Regions from separate parts of the Mus musculus genome. Here region 1 is linked to region 2. The links are chromatin contacts, called in public capture Hi-C maps. All regions are on one chromosome and are shown on one strand. The core of a region is the stretch at or near the end of the contact, and the rest is flanking DNA. Distances in the headings are between cores, read along the strand shown.

What was found. Capture Hi-C pulls out chosen DNA fragments and counts their contacts.
Region 1: a capture Hi-C map of macrophages shows a contact between it and region 2, with 4 times the contacts expected there. The contact joins the promoter of Cdx2 here to the promoter of Gpr12 in region 2. A contact is called at or near these places in 7 of 39 promoter capture datasets (the C10 cell line, embryonic stem cells, liver and 2 more), 3 of 484 Hi-C or Micro-C datasets (B cells and embryonic stem cells), 2 of 115 datasets of contacts at active chromatin or transcription factors (embryonic forebrain and forebrain) and 4 of 9 other capture datasets (adipose tissue, embryonic stem cells, liver and 1 more).

Annotation. Positions count from the first base shown.
Region 1 is chr5:147,305,927-147,308,626 of GRCm38.p6, reverse strand. Cdx2 (caudal type homeobox 2) reads left to right here and starts at 1,378. Exons shown (of 3, transcript NM_007673.3): 1 at 1,378-2,182. The coding sequence starts at 1,645.
Region 2 is chr5:146,583,944-146,586,643 of GRCm38.p6, reverse strand. It overlaps Gpr12 (G-protein coupled receptor 12), which reads left to right and starts at 1,405. Exons shown (of 2, transcript NM_001359056.1): 1 at 1,405-1,899; 2 at 2,519-2,700. The coding sequence starts at 2,534. It overlaps Gm34333 (a long non-coding RNA gene), which reads left to right. Exons shown (of 4, transcript XR_377206.1): 4 at 1-28.

The DNA.
Region 1 (2,700 bases), core at 129-2,628, 720 kb before region 2:
ACCCAAAGGTTCTCCTGTAGGGTTCCAACCTCAGCCTTGGCTCAGAAAAGTATTTTCTTCCGTAGCAGTAATGAATAGCGACAACGGTGGATTCATTCCGTGGGATGAAAAGCAAATTTCTGCAGAGAGAGCTTTCACTTTATAAAGGACAGAGTGCTGTTTTAAACTAATTTAATGCTTTAATATTTATTTTATTATTATTTATGGGTATGGCTGTTTTTGACTGCATGTATGCCTCTGTATCACTCACGTATGGTGGCTGGACACCAAAAGAGGGTGTCATATCTACTTGGGCTGGAGTTCTGGAGTTTTGAGCCCACCAAATGGGTACTGGGAATTGAACATGGGTCCTCCGCAAGAGCAGGCAGTGTTCTGGCTGAGCTATCTCTCCTCAGAAGAAAGTGTTTTAAGCATGACATAAGACAAGAATAACTAGATAGGTGTCAGCACAAATACTTCCCTTGATTAAAACAAAACAAAACAAACAAACTCTTAAATACACTCAGGAAAAACACAAGTGTAATTGTGGAAGTTTCAAACCGAATACGTCGTGTAATTAGCATTTTGCTTAAGGGAGAGAAATATATCAGGATCCCAGCCATCCACTAATTACTGCCTTCCATATCGTGGGTCCAGTTGTTGGCTTTGAAGAGGGTTTCGATTGTTTAATGTAATAGTTTTTAAAAATGAATTGCTTTCCTTGAACTTAAATCTTAACTGTAAGACAAATCCTGGGGTGGGGGGCGCAACCTGGAGGTAGAATCGTCTTTTCTCTTTTGTAGAGGCCGAGTGGTTTCCTTTGACAAGGAAATAAATGTATTGCTGAGGGTTGTCCGACCGTCCGTCCGTCAGTCTCCTCCTGGTTCTCAGAGCGGGAAGGAATAGCCTTCACCGCAGCTCTACAAGCCACCTACCTCCTGGGTTGGTCAGAAAGCTCTTCAAAGCAATGACTTCCCTCCCCCCCCCCCCCTTTCTTGACCACCTTCTGCCTGAGAATGTACGAAAGGCTGCGCCCGCCCGTTTCCAAACCCAGCTTCCCACCAAGCCTGCCTTTCTGGACTTCCCAAGGCGTTTGCAAGTCTCTTCATTTCAGTCTTTGAACCTGTGATTGGAGGTTAAAGTGCACCCAGGTTGGAAGGAGGAAGCTCGTAGCTAGCAAGAAGGGCCTGAATATTCAGCTGTGATCTGGTCGCTGCCCTCTCAGGAGCGCCCCCCTCCCCAACTTTTAAAATGCAAATCGTGTTTCTGGGGGTGGTGGTGGTGGGGACTGTGTGCGTAGCGCGCTGCGCCTCGACGTCTCCAGCCATTGGTGTCTGTGTCATTACTAATAGAGTCTTGTAAACACTCGTTAATCACGTAAGGCCGCTGGCCTGGGACTCCGCGAGCCAACCTGCGGCGGGTCATCCCCGCCTCTACAGCTTACTGGCAAGGAGGTGGGAGGAAAGAAGGAAGAGAGGGGAGGAGGCAGGACGGAGGGAGGGACTGCCCGGGAGGCAGAAGCTCTGCAAGGAGCCGACGGAGCACCGTGGGCTGAGGTGCAGCCAGCTACCTTTATCTCTAGCCCCCTGCGCCTCGCGCCTCTGGCAGCCTTCAACGTTTGTCCCCAGACAGCATGGTGAGGTCTGCTCTGGGTCCCTCGCCACCATGTACGTGAGCTACCTTCTGGACAAGGACGTGAGCATGTATCCTAGCTCCGTGCGCCACTCCGGCGGCCTGAACCTGGCTCCGCAGAACTTTGTCAGTCCTCCGCAGTACCCGGACTACGGTGGTTACCACGTGGCGGCCGCGGCGGCTGCTACGGCGAACTTGGACAGCGCTCAGTCCCCAGGGCCATCCTGGCCCACCGCGTACGGCGCCCCTCTCCGCGAGGACTGGAATGGCTACGCACCCGGGGGCGCTGCGGCAGCCAACGCGGTAGCCCACGGTCTCAATGGTGGCTCCCCGGCCGCCGCTATGGGCTACAGCAGCCCCGCCGAATACCACGCGCACCATCACCCGCATCATCACCCGCACCATCCGGCCGCCTCGCCGTCCTGCGCCTCCGGCTTGCTGCAGACGCTCAACCTCGGCCCCCCGGGGCCCGCAGCCACCGCCGCCGCCGAACAGCTGTCCCCCAGCGGCCAGCGGCGAAACCTGTGCGAGTGGATGCGGAAGCCCGCGCAGCAGTCCCTAGGAAGCCAAGGTAAGCGGTGCCGGGGCGCGCCCCAGGTCCCGCGTGCGTTGGGGCTGTCGCGGGCTGTCTGCCAGCTCCTAGCCAGGACAGGAGAAGGGGCAAAGGGGGAAATACAGGTGGATTCATCCCAGGAGTGTATATTTGTGTCTCGCTCCCCCAGGTTTGTTTAGGGCAGTACCCCATTGGCAACCTCGGGACGCCTTCGGAAGCTCCCGGTAGTGTCCTAAGCACTGTCGCCCGCCGCGAGCTGAATCGTGCCCTTGAGTTGGCTGCCTCCCGCATTCCTTACACCGTTCCTGGCCGAGAGGGTCGGGCCGCTTGGATTCTCTTTGCCGTGCCTACTCAACTTAGCTACCTGCTTTTCTTCTTCCATCTGAGGTACCCCCCCGAAAGGGCCAGGGAGTGTGGAGGCTGCGCCAGGATCAGTTTGGCCATTAGGGTCTACTGAAGGGGTCGGTGCTGCTGCGAGCACAGACGCCGCGGTGCGCCCCTGGAGAGAAGGCGGAGCCCCCCAGAAGCCTCGGAGG
Region 2 (2,700 bases), core at 156-2,655:
TTTTTAAACAACCTGTTTATTTTATGTATATTAAGTGTTTGCTTGTATTGTGTGTACCTTGTGCATGTAATGCTCCAGGAGGCCAGAAGAGGGCGTCGTATTCCCTGGAACTGGAGTTGCAGATGGTTGTGAGTCACCTTATACGCGCCTGGAACTGAACCCAGGTCCACTGCAAGAGCAGTCAGAGCATGTAACCACTGAGCCACCTCTCCAGCCCCACATTGCTCATTTCCCATTGCTCTGTTCTAAAAATGCTTCCGCTTATTACAAAGAAATGAAAAGAGACAGGAGCATCCCTTCACAGCAGTACCTGCTACCTGGGATAATGTTGATTTTTGTCTTACCACTGGTCCAGGGTGTGTCTGTGAGTGCTAAGATAATGTCTTCGTGAATTTGTTCACGCAGGCTTTCAAACGGTCCTTGACGCAAGTGATGTCTCCTTTCCATACACACGACTATTAAACTCCATAGAACCTCGTTTCTTAAAGTGTGACCCGCAGGTCGGCATCACCAGCATCTTGGGACTGACGCCGGGACCCCAACCCCAGAACTGCTGGTTTCTAAGTCAAGTTTCAGAAGTGTTGCCGCAGGGAATACAGGACTCAGAAAGAGTCCTGGAGCCTTTTGGGGGACATGAGAAGACTCAGCAGAAAACTCAACAGCTCCACGTGTCCCAAAGCAGAATGTCCAGGGAGAGAGTTCAGAAGCAGTGTGAGAGCTCAGGTTGGGCGGAACGGATCTGCTGCATTATGGCAAGGTCACACCGGGTTTAGTGTGTTGCCTTAGTGAGAAAGGGGGAAGGGGCGGCTAGAGGAAGGTTGTAACCAGGGAGGTGAAGGGAGGGTTTTGGTACCAGGAGCATGACACGGTAGAGACAGCTGCTGATGGATGCGCGCGGGGCTGGGGCTGGGGTGGGGGAACATGGGGTAAAAAGAGATCTAAGACTTGGAGCCTGGTAGGCTGGAGTAGGAATTTCAGTGAGACACAGGGGAGGCAGATGCATCTGATGATAACCCCATATGAAGGGTCCTCAGGATCCTTTGCCTTGCACAACATTGAGGTCACACGGAAATAGGACTTTTCTCCTCCCACCTTTAGGCTGGAGAGCGTGATTAAATTTAAGATCTGATCCGGTTCCAGGATGAGAGACACAGGCTAGTCCTTTTCCGGCAGGCAACCTTCAGGATCTTAACCCTAGACTCCGCGGATGAGGTACAGGAAACAATAAATTAATAAGTGTCACTTGGGTACTTAAATGAATTGGGTTTGGGCCAGTGCCTGAAGGAAGCTTTTGCAAGAATGCCCTAAATGATTTCCACTCGCGAACGGCTCCGAGAGTGCCTAATAAGTGCAGCTGGGCGATCTAAGTAGCAGCAGCTCCTATCCAGTTAAGCGAACGTCCCCAAGGGAACAATAATTTGCAGACCGGCCAACTGCAATCTAAGAGAGGGAGTCGCTTGCTGTTGTAAGTCTCCTCCGCCAGCCCTAACCTGCTTACCCCGCATTCCTCCTGTTCATCCCGAAAACCCGGCCGTTTACAATTCTTTAGGGGAAAGCATAAGAAGCCGAGCCCCAGGGTCAAGGGCGCCTCGGGGAAGCCACAGGATCAAAGTAGGTCGCCAGACTCTCCGGCCGTTCGAGTGGGTCTTCGCATGACTGTTGCAGGCGGGCGTCCACGGTGGCGGGCTCCCGCCCCTCACGCAGCTGCGACCTGCGGGGGCGCGCGCAGCCTCGTGGGGTTCCCGCGGATGCGCGCCCGGCGGGGAGCGCGGAGGGCGGAGAGCCGGGCGCGAGCACCGCAGCTCACCTGCCGCGGGCGCCACCACGGACGTGCCACGCGGGTGGCCCGAGCTATTCGGCAGCACTGAAGGAGCCACCCCTCGGCCAGGGCGTGCCAAGGTGACCCCCGGTAACCCCCTGCCCCGCAGGCTGCGCGTCCCCGCTGCTAGGGGAGCGGTGCCAAATGCATGCATATCTTTCTCTCTGTCTGTCTGGGCACCTCTGTGGTACACACCTACCTTTTTTGTAGCCCTTGCACTCTGAGCGGTGCACATGGGAGAGACTGGGACCCCACCCCTTTGTTTGAGTCTGGAGGTGTGTTTGGGGGTGTGCTCGCGCGTGAGGTATGTTTGGGAAGGGTGGGAGTTTGGGGCCCTTAAAATATTCCACCCTCCTGCAGACTTGTGGCTGCTGGGCGGTGCTCTCTCAGCAGCCCAGATGTCAAACAGTTGTTGGTTTTCGGCATGGGAGATGCAATTAGCCAATGTCGGTTTTCAGCGTTTTGGCAAGTGTGCGAGTGTGCATGTGCCGCCTCGGGAGTCCTGATCCGTGTTTCCCTCAGAGACAAACAGCATTTCGGTTGCAGACTTTAGCTTTTGTTTTTAATTCCTGAAGCTCGTGGCATTTTGACACTGATAGCTGAGCCCAGGGTTGTCTGTCTTTCTCTGTGTGTTTTGCATGATCTTGGATTGGCACCCTACTGTACCCAAACATTAAAAAGCCTGTCTTTCCGTTGAAGAGGACAGGGGTTAAAATGAACGAAGACCCGAAGGTCAATTTAAGCGGGCTGCCTCGGGACTGTATAGATGCCGGTGCTCCAGAGAACATCTCAGCCGCTGTCCCCTCCCAGGGCTCTGTTGCGGAGTCAGAACCCGAGCTCGTTGTCAACCCCTGGGACATTGTCTTGTGCAGCTCAGGAAC